Regions from separate parts of the Triticum aestivum genome. Here region 1 is linked to region 2. A link is a contact called in public Hi-C data. All regions are on one chromosome and are shown on one strand. The core of a region is the stretch at or near the end of the contact, and the rest is flanking DNA. Distances in the headings are between cores, read along the strand shown.

The links. Hi-C and Micro-C count contacts between places; a contact is called where the count stands out from the background.
Region 1: a contact with region 2 is called in a Hi-C map of leaf, with 7 times the contacts expected there. The contact joins the promoter of LOC123092689 here to the enhancer-like site in region 2. A contact is called at or near these places in 4 of 5 Hi-C or Micro-C datasets (leaf and an unstated tissue) and 1 of 1 datasets of contacts at active chromatin or transcription factors (leaf).

The regions. Positions count from the first base shown.
Region 1 is chr4B:455,759,738-455,764,984 of IWGSC CS RefSeq v2.1, forward strand. It overlaps LOC123092689 (mitogen-activated protein kinase kinase kinase 1), which reads left to right and starts at 3,504. Exons shown (of 9, transcript XM_044514509.1): 1 at 3,504-4,802. The coding sequence starts at 3,805.
Region 2 is chr4B:455,564,759-455,570,172 of IWGSC CS RefSeq v2.1, forward strand. It overlaps LOC123092686, which reads left to right. Exons shown (of 18, transcript XM_044514507.1): 17 at 359-523; 18 at 1,081-1,462. The coding sequence ends at 1,210. Among protein-coding and RNA genes, the nearest start is that of LOC123092686, 16 kb to the left of the region's middle. Within about 2 kb of position 4,098, at least 7 of the 8 cell types and tissues checked have an H3K27ac peak or open chromatin away from gene starts, as enhancers often do. A contact at or near this core is called in leaf, where this site is marked.

The sequences.
Region 1 (5,247 bases), core at 2,254-4,753, 190 kb after region 2:
GGGATCCATCCCAACAGCACACAACATAACACCTCCATACTTGCTCTTCAGGTGACATCCATCTAAACATAAGACAGGCCTGCAGGCTTGCATGAAACCCCTTTTGCAGGCATCCAGAGAAAAATAGCAACTTCCAAATATGCCATCATTGACACCCACATAGAAAGAGCTACCTGGGTTTGATGTTCTGACTTCTTGTGCATAATCCCACATGCTGTTGTACTGCTCTAATTCATCTCCTTCAAGGACCTTCTTGACTAGCCTCTTAGCCCTTCTAAGTTTGCTCCTTGTAGCTTCATGTTCCAGTCCTTCTGAACCACCCTTGCAAAATTCTTCATGTTCATGTTTTCATCTGCTCTGAAAGAATCAGTGTATTTTCCTGCCATGAAGGGAACAGTGAATGACTTCACAGACCATTTCTTTATGCAAGTATGCTTTCGATTGTATTTCTTGACCATCAAGCATTTTGTTCTGCAATCAAATGATGCAAACAAAGACCAAGGGCAACCTTCTTCACAAATGGCTTGCAGTCTTTTCCTATCATTTCTGGGGCACTTAATGTCAACCCTTTCCCTACAGTTGTACTCTTTGATAGCTTTCCTCAGTAACTCAACACTTGCAAATGTCTGTCCCACTTGGAACTCTGGTTTAGACAGGTCTTCTTCTCTGAAACTTTTGAAATTGAGCTTAACCTTATCTTCGTCAGAAGAAGGCAAACACAGGTCCACATCTTCAACAGGATCATCAGGTTGTTCTTGGACTGCTAAACCTTTACCTTTATCACAATCAACATTTCTGTCAAACAAGTCATCATCATCTTGCAGATCAATATCTGAATCAACAAGTTGTGGATTGAAATCTTCATCAGAATCATGAATTGCTGAAGATCTCATTGCTGAATCACCAATTCCATCTTCTGCATCCATGTTTAAAACCCTACAGGTTTTCCTTCTGCCCCTGAACTCAAATTGAAATATATGAACATATTCTCCTGGCTGAGGAGGCCCTGGTATGTACTCCTCTTCTTCTGACTCTTCCTCACTTTCTGCATCATACAACTGATCTTGCTCAGCCTGCTCCTCTTTCACTTGCTCAGCATTTTCCTCTTACACTTGGTCAGAATGATCCTCCTGCACTGGCTGTGACTGCTCCTCTTGCACTTGCTCCTCCTTAGGCCTTAGGCCACTGAATTTGGCCAAAGGAGGATCCTCATCATCAGAATAAACTGGAACAGGGGAAATATATGACCTCATGCTGTCATCATGATCAAGAAATATCTGCTGGAAATGGTTCCCATTCAGAACACAATCCTTCATGTTCTCTGTCATTGTGTTGTCCCCTAACTTAATTTCTCTTAAGCCATTCTTATAGACTGTCAGTCCAGGAACACACCAGTAAGCCCTTATCCTGCCCACAAACTCATACCCAATTTCCTCCACCAGACTGGCAACAACTATAGGTGTCCAATTATCTATATCACAGTTTTCATACCAAATGGAGTGGCCCTTGTGATAACCCCCATGCTTGCCTGCACATAGAAAATAGCCACCATGTATGACCTAAGCAGAGAAATGGTTGCTTAGGGGGCCTGCAAAACAAATGAAATGACAAAATCTAAAATTTTCAGACAGACAGTAATAACAGAGATGAAGACAATGCAACTGCACAATGCAACAACAGACAGTAATAACAGAGATGAAGAGACAATGCAACTGCACAATGACACAACCATGCTATTTGAGATCATCTGATCTAGGAAATTGACACAATGTAACTATACCAGTCTAACACAACTGTCAATGTTCAGACAAAAAAATGTTCAGTCAGTAATAACAAAACTGTCAATGTTCAGACAAAAAATGTTTAGCCACTTGAAGACATGACCCAACCATGCTATTTGAAAGCATCTTTACTACAAATATGCTCCGTGTAAGTGCACCAATCTAACCAAAATGTCAATTTTCATACAGGTTCAGAAATAGACAATGTAGACAAATGTATCAGATACAGGTTCAGAAATAGATAACTGAAAGTTCAGACATTTCCAGAACAAAATGATGGCATTCATGGCATATCAAGTAAACAAATGTATGATCTTTCATGTCCAAAAGCCCATTCCTTTGGTGGATCTGGCAAACACACAGTCATCTCATTAACAAAACAACATATGGTCGACGCATGTAACCTAATTTAAGCTAACATTGACGGCCAAAAAAACAGGGCATCCACTTTGCCTAACAATTCGAGCAATCAAAACCTTAATTACCTCTGTACAACCATATTTCATCTACAAATAACCTATCAAAAGGCCTAATGAAACCCTAATTTGCATCTGCCACTAACTTCACCATCCACAACTAAAACCCTACATGTGCACCCCTAAACCCGTGACAAAAAAAGATGGCCAAGAACCCTAAACCCTACCCCGTATGCGCAATTGAGTAGGGCGCGCACTCTTTCCCCCAGCTAAAACGGACAAATCGGGCAGAGAAGGTGCCGACGACGGCGACGTACCATACAGCGGCGGCTCGGCATGATCCTGACGACGAGAGGGAGCGAGAGGAACGTCACACAGGCCCCTACCAAACGGAGCAGACGGCGGCGACTCGGCGTCCGACGACGAGCTCATGGCAGGCGTCGCCACAGATCGCCACGCCCGGCGAGGGGAGGGGAGCACCTCGGCAGCGACGACGAACAGGGGAGGGGAGCAGAGCGACTCGGTCCGGTCGGGTCCGACCAGGTGGATGGATCGGTCCGACCAGGTGGCCGATGTTTTATTGCCAGGCGTTTTTGCAATAAACCCCCTCATATTCCCCCGAACCCCCCCGCCCAGGGCGTCTTCTGATGAGCTGGTGGTCAAAGCCCGCGTGGACTCGCCAGTCAACGGCCAAGTCAGCAGATACGTAGAGGAAATGATATTTTGAATCGTAGATGACCACCTGAGATAAGTTGTAGGACTGTATTTTGAGTATTTGCATGTACGAGGAGAAATGCGGCCAACGCGACAAGTGTGAGGACCTGTAGCGAATTTTTCTCTTACATAAACCTCAACCTCACGTGGGCGTGTTCGTGCCAGGGTCAACAGTGAACCAAAGAATGTGTATGGGTGTCATTTATGTTTTGGGTATTGTCATCGAGCCATTAGCCATGCACAAGAGCTTTTATACGTATTAATTAAGGAATGCTGCACTTTGCAGTGGCAGAGAGCCCGAAAGATACACGCGAGGGTCGTTCGATTTCGTGACACCAGACAATTCACTGTATGTTTCTTGGGACATGATGCTGCCTGTGTGATTTTATATCTCAAGCAAAGATAGTAGAAGTACGCTGGTTACCGTGTGCTGACTTGGCAAGAGGAGCAAGCAGGCACACACGGCAACCCGACGAAGGTTCAGCCCAGGGTCACACGTCCGCCCACACGCCAGCATCGCACCCATTCCATTCCAAAGTAACCGCCTTGCTCCCCGGCGACCAAAAGGCGCCTCCGCCAGCCGGCCAGACGGCGACTGCGGCGAAGCTCCGCGCCGCGAGTGCCGCCCCCACGGCCACCGGGCGCCACCACAAAGGCGAAAGGTGCGAGTCAATGCGACAACGCACTCGTCTCCCCTCCCACTCCCACCTCGCCCACCAAAAAAACCCAACCTCGCGGCCGAAAAAAATATCCGCACCTCGCCTTGCCGTCTCCTCTCCTGCGCCACTCCCAAAGCCTGCCAGAGAGCCCTCATCTCTTCCCCTCATCGCCTTTCCCCCCCTTCCTCCCGCCCGTCCCGGAGCGCCGCCGCACCCCATGAGCAGGCGCCGCTGATGGGCCGGCCGTCCCAGGACACCGCGACGTCCACCTCGCCGTCCGGCTCGTGCCGCTCGTCCAAGCGCGGCCCGCGGCTGGACCGCCGCAACGCGTCCAAGAACATCGGCTACGAGTACGACCCCGCCAAGCTCTTCTGCAGCTACCCGCCGTCCCCGTCGCGGGCCTCCTCGGCCTCGGCCTCCGCCGCGCCCTCGGTCGCCAGCTCCGTCGACCTCAGCAGCTTCCGCATCGGCGGCAGCGGCGATGGCGGCGGCGACGTCCAGCTCCTCTGCCGCAACCTCGGCCTCTCCGGCCCCGAGGACTTCGCCATCTCCCTCACCGACTGGGAGGCGCACAAGGCCTTCCGCTCCTCCGCCTCCTCCTCCGCCTCCAGCTCCCCTTCCGCGCGCTCGCAGCCCGACCGCCCCGTGCGGGAGTCCCCGCTCCGCCACGAGGCCGTCGAGGAGCCGACCTTGCCCGCGGACGCTGATTTCGAGCTCCCGGCCAAGGAAACTGCCAGGGACCCGCCGGTTGAGGCGCCAGTGCGGCCGGCATGGTTGGATCCGCCGGAGCCAGCCCGTCCGGATGTGAAGAAACCAGGCTGCGAGGGAGGGATTAAGGGTGTGCGCCCTCCGCCGGTGATGCTCAAGCCACCGCCGTCGATGGCGCTGCCGCCCGCCGCCCAGGTTGGTTCCACGTGGGATCTCCTGCTGTCTTTCGCGCCAGAGGAGCAAGGGCAACCACAGGCGATCAGATCTGTCCCCGACTTTGGAGACCCGGATGCCGAGGACGAGGATGCGGCGGAAGTGTTGACGTTGGAAGATCTCAGGCTGGGGGAGAGCTCCGAGGAATTCACAGGCACATCCTCGATATCCACGACAAACGACGATGAGACAACCGAGTCTATGTTCTACATCTCGCCCAACGGGAGGTTTAAGAGGAAGATCCGGTCGTGGAGTCGAGGCGTGCTCTTGGGGAGTGGCTCCTTTGGGACGGTCTATGAGGGGATCAGCGAGTAAGTTCTCTCAACTCTTCAGAGGAAAATTCATCGTTCCTTATATGCTGGCTGTTAACGTTATGCTTAAGATTAAGAGCTCAATTTGCTATGTTCGTTCTCAGATAACCTAGGCCTAGGGTATGTCCAGAAGCCTTGATCAACCCGAGTTGTGTAGAGTGATCCTCTGTTTGATTAGAAGCTCACTGGCCACAATTTTAACTCCTAAGAACTATTGCGTAGCAAAATACAGATGCCTAGCCTAGTAAATAGTAATTGAATCATCTTCAACATAATGCTTAGTTGTGGTCAACTAGAATTAGTTAGAGTCAGAGTGCTACCCAATTCCGAACCAAATTCACTAGAATAGAGGGGAATATGATCATTTGTTTTGCCAAAATATGCACTGCATCAGTTCCAGTTCTGAATTAGTATGTGGTATTCTTAATAAAATGGATATTCAGCT
Region 2 (5,414 bases), core at 2,848-5,347:
ATGCATTTATGGTAATAACATCACTTTTCGTTGAACCAACATGCTATATTTTGCACCAATGAGTATTATGTGCACATGGCACTTTCACGTGATAGTGATTTTGACCATAATTGAAAATTCTTGTTAGCCTTGTTCTATTGCAACTTCAACAGTGGTTACGAGCCTTTCCCATGTTCAGAACTTTCTTAAATAATGGATTTCATATAGGTTGTACTTGTTACTCAATAAATTTGACTGAGTGGAATATTATCTTGCTAAATGAATCTTTCCCAAGACTGGTATATCAATTTGCTTATAGTCTAATGTATGTACCAATGGAGCATCCATTGAGACACTGAACCTGCAATTAACTGTGCAGGGAGCAACTAGTTCATCTTTGTGACGCACTGCTTCCGGTAGTTCCTTCCAAGCTATCTCTATCACTGAGAGGACCCGCTTTTGTTGATTATTTGTCTTCGACTTGTCAGATTTCGCAGTTAGAAAACTTGCGACTTACTGAGAGTATGGCAAACAAGCAAAGAAGGTAGTCCCTGTCTTTCAGTTCTATAATTTTTTTCTTTCATGCACCAAGTATGATGCCTAATATTTCTTTTGTGTCAAGGCATATAACCAAGCCAAACATTGCAAGCATCATCTTTTATCTAAAATTGCCGTAGCACCTTAGCTGTTCATATTTTTACTCTGGAATTCTGTATTTGCACCATGTAACGTTCTTACTTTAAAAATGATTTTGGCCGCAATCTGGTTAAACGTTTGCAAGATTGGATACCTTATGTGAACCAGCATGCTTCTCTCCATTACTCTGAAATAGTGTGTTACCCATATCAGTTCAATTGAGTGTTTGAGATATGGATAGCGGCCTGCTGCTTGATTAGAGTTTAGGGAATTTCACCTGTTCTCATTTACATTAGAAAGGAATGTTTTGGCACAAATCCATGGTATGCCCTATTGTCCATGTGCTCTGTAATCCCTTAATCCAACTTTTAGCGTGAACATCATGTGCCATTTGCATTATCAGGGTTCAAAATTTCAGGAAGACAGCACCAACGAACACTGACTGCTGTTCTTTGTGTGCTGCAGGTGTCGTCAGTCAAGACATTACTTAAGTTCTGCTGCACTTTCGATGTCACCTGAAGGCATCGAATTGTTAGCACAAAGCAGCCGTTTCGGTGATAGGCGCGAGAAGGTTATAGACCAGACGATTGCCTAGAAGTATAGAGTTAAATAATATGGTTTGGATGAGAGGCGGCAGAGTATTTTTGCTATAGCTTGATTAGAGTTGGCCGAGGCGACCCATTTTTACTCACAGCTCATATCTGTAGTAGCTCAGTGGTAAGTTATGGTCCATGATTGGGCAATGCTGATGTTTCCAGACATCCACTGTGTATTCCTGTATAATGTAAATGCATGTTGTCATCTTAATTTATAGTGTGGTGTAGCTGATGATTCTAACAAGTTTATACATGTTCATCCAAATAAAACTAGTGTGCTCAGGTGCCTGTTTTTCTCTATCACTCTCACAATGGTGATGCGCGCAGTACACTCAGAGATTGGAAAGAGTTTGAACTATTCAGTTATTTTGAGATCTAGCTCTACAAATACAATCAGATGTCAAACTTGCTTGGTCTCGTTTTGCTGTAATTTATTTACCTCCGTCTTTGGTGGAATGCGTGATGTGTACATGTCAGTTCTGTTCATGGACGGGATGGTTCCAACCCGGCCAAAACAGGCAGCACGCCGCTAGTAAAAATGTCTTCCGTTGCCATGACCATTGACAAAGCACCACCCTTGTTAGGTACTTCTCCTTGCCTTTTGTTGGCGAGGACGTGGCTGGAGATGGTGGCCATGCTATCTCCGGTGAGGTCGCTGGTAGATCAAAGACTTGATTGTATTTTTAGTTCTTTTATGAGGTCTTGAATGTAAAACTAGAGGGCTTGCTTGTAAGTTCCCTTTTCACTCGGGTCCTCTATCCAATGTTGTAACACTTTCTTTTTTGAGGAACACTTGTAACTTTATTCATGCTTGTAACAGTTACAGGTACATTGATTTGAATATAAGATTCAAAAAAAATACAAAGTAACAAAGTAACTCATATGATTAAGAAATCCAATGAAATCTTTTGGAAACATCTTTGTGGTATCAATCTATGCTATACGGAATCTCTTGGAAATGATGTTGTTGCTCTTTCACCCGCACAAACATTATCAATAATATTTTTTGAAAGCGCATTGAGTCGCCCATCCAAAAAGATGAGAAGCCTTGATCTACGAACCTATTGCTAGCTTTGGAACCTTGGGTTTGCCTTCTTTTTCAAAAAGATCCGGGTCTATTGTAAAAGTTCACTCGACTACAAAGCATCCTAAATATAATAAAAATTTACATTGGTCCCGTGGTTGGTAAACATAAGGGCATCTTCAATGCTAACCCGCAAATATGCTCTGGCATCTGTCCGCGGATAGGAGGGGACCAGTCTGCAGACACTGATGCGAGAGTCGGTCATCCAACGCTGCTTGCATACATTTCAACCACTGTTTGAACTAACCGGATGAAATTCATGCAAACACGGTGTATTTCATATTTCATATAAACCGGACGATATTCATTACATTTCGGACATACTTCAACTAAAAGCGGAGCTCGTCCGACTCTGGAGGTATAATTTCGCCTCCGTGGCCTCCATCTCCACCATATCTTGCCTATGTGCGGTTGCGCCACTCATCAGAGTGGTCATGCTTCAGCCGGAGGGGAAGAGTGGCTCATCCGCTTCCGTGAAGCCGAGGCGGGGGTCGACAATGTTCTGCGTTGAACCGAGCAAGACACCGGTTGTGTATGCCGGCGACGCGGTGGCATTGGCCATCGTGGGACCCAAGCGGCGACTGCCTCCCATGATCTACTTTTCATCGGTGTCGGCGGTGACCACGAACGTGCTGGGCGCCTCCACCTGCAAGGCGCGGTTACGCGCCAACGTTTGCGGCAGCTGGTACAACCTTTGGCGCGGGAAGAGTGTGACGACACGTCCGCATCCATGGCAGCCACCGTGCCCGTGCCACTGTGTGTGCCGGCGTGGAGCAACTGGCTACTCCTCTGCGAGCTGGTTGGAGCGGTGAGTTGTTACACTAGGGGCTAGCTTGGAGTGGCGGCTTGCTCCTCCGTTTGCCCGCCTGCAGCCTCGCCCATGGTACTGACGGCCTGGGGCGGCGAGGGAGCTGGAGTAGCAAGTTGCCTAGCTAGTATCAGACGGGCTCGGCGGGTCACGTAGTCGGCTTTTATGCCGGAGAACCCCTCTTCCTCCTCGCTGGATGTCGTGTAGATTGGCAAGAATATGGTGCAAAGAGGAGATGGGGAGCGAAGATGTGGTGCGGTTCTTGCCCAACATCTGGCCTCGTTTAAATAGCGGGCGGATGCGAGGAGCCAACAGGCGTTGTGTTTAATGCTGGACGACTCGCGGACGGACGTGTGTCCGGAGTAGATTTCTCGGCACACGCACAAGTTCAATGGAGGTAGACGGGGCAGTCTGAAGCCGGTTGAATGCGGCGAAGAGGTGTGTTCAGCCGAACGTGCAGTGGACGGTGCTCTAGACCGACGCGCCGCTTCAATGTCAGCGCCAGTGAGAGGTCATGTTCATTCTGTACCAGCATCAATGCGGAGTGGCCGCTCTCCGGCGACATGAATGCAGGCAACTGGCGATGCACGCGGTCAAAAGAGGGGATTTTATGGGTTAGGATGGTCAGACGCGGGCGTGGCAAGACACCCACAAAGCCTCGTAGTATGTCTGTATCGTCTAACGGACCAACCACGTTGAATAGCATAACACGTCCGGACTGCAACTGCATGAGTCCGGACGGGCCCTAAACTAACGCCTTCGTACAAGAACAACCCCTCATGTCCCACTCCCATCTCACGTCTTGGTCCCGTGGCGCATGGGCCTGCCTACCGTGCTTCGGTGCTGCCGCGTCGCACAGGTGCACGGTAGTCAGTTCTCAAAAAAAAAAAAAAAAGCTGCACGGTAGTCGGTACCATGCTATGCTATGCTCTTCCCATCCCATCCCATGGTCCCATGATGACTCATCCAACAAATCACAAATGAGCTGGATGGCACTCCTTCCCTTCCGTCCCGTACGGACACCCACCCAAGCGGGGCGGAGCGGCAAGTGGAGCACCGTCTTGTGTTGACAGCTCCACTTTGGAAATCTCCCGGGTCGCTTTCCACGAACTACTGGCGGCCTGCTCCTCCCTTCTCTTCAGCGCGTTCCTTCCTTCGGCCTAGCGTGGAACGGACACGTACTGTCTTCCAAATCGTGATGACGACGCGCCGAGGAGCCTTTCGGTCCGATCCGGCTCGATCGGCAGAACGAAGCAGAGCATCTGTTGATGCGTCCTCCGGTCCGGTCCTCCCCCGTGGCATGGCACATTTGCATGAGCTGCTGTGGTATACAACTAGTATTTTTTTTTTTGTATGCTCAGATTCGGAGAAACACATTTGTTACTATTTTCAAGAGATTTCATTTTGTCAAGAATGCCATACAGTGAATCCTCATCCTTCTCTGTTTCCTACTCTAGTTCCTAGCCCCGCCGCTATCTTGACCTCGCCGTGCGTGCGCGTGGCATTGTGTGCTAGTTTTTTCGTCCACCTTCTGTGCTCCCGCACCTCCGCTTGACATGTCTTGCGTTTCTCCATGCGACCTTGCCGCTAACTTGTGCTTTCGTTCGTCGATTTCCAGGTGGCTTCCCTTCAGCACTTGGCAGCATTCTTCTCTGAATGGCCATCTTCTATCCTCTGTGTGCGTGCGCTTTCCGGGCGTTTGTGTTTGCTCCATGTAATGCTCCTTCTTCACCATTTTATACAGTAATATGTTCTTGGGAACCATTCGTGTGCATTTTGCATCAAGAATCTTTGTTAGGTGGTCTACGGATCTGAATGTAATTTTTATTATTTCTGGTATTCGTTGTACTGCCATGATTGAAGATGAATAAATAAAAAAAAATTAAAAAAAATTATAATCCTACAAAGAAAAAAAACTAAGGATTAAACTTCTAGAAATTTCCCGCAAAACAACAAGAGGTCCTAATTAACTGCCCTAGCAGCCGAGAGACCAGGTAATGATCACCTTCCCGTGCTGATGGGCACGAACGACCAATTCAGGCCCCGAGACCAGCGGTCAACTGGTCTGTAAGACTGTAAGATTTCCTATGCCACGGTCAGGGACTTGTTAATCGAAAGGACGTGTCTTCAGCAGGAGGCTGGAAAATATTCTCTGCGGAGACGTGCAGGTGCGTGTAACGAGCTGGCAATAGATGCGACGACAGTAACCGCGAGAGTTTTGCCGTGCCAGTACGGCCAACTTGTTTGGTCTAGTGTGGGTAAAATCGTTTGACAGCAGCAGCGAGTCAGCAAGAGTATAAAACTGCACGTC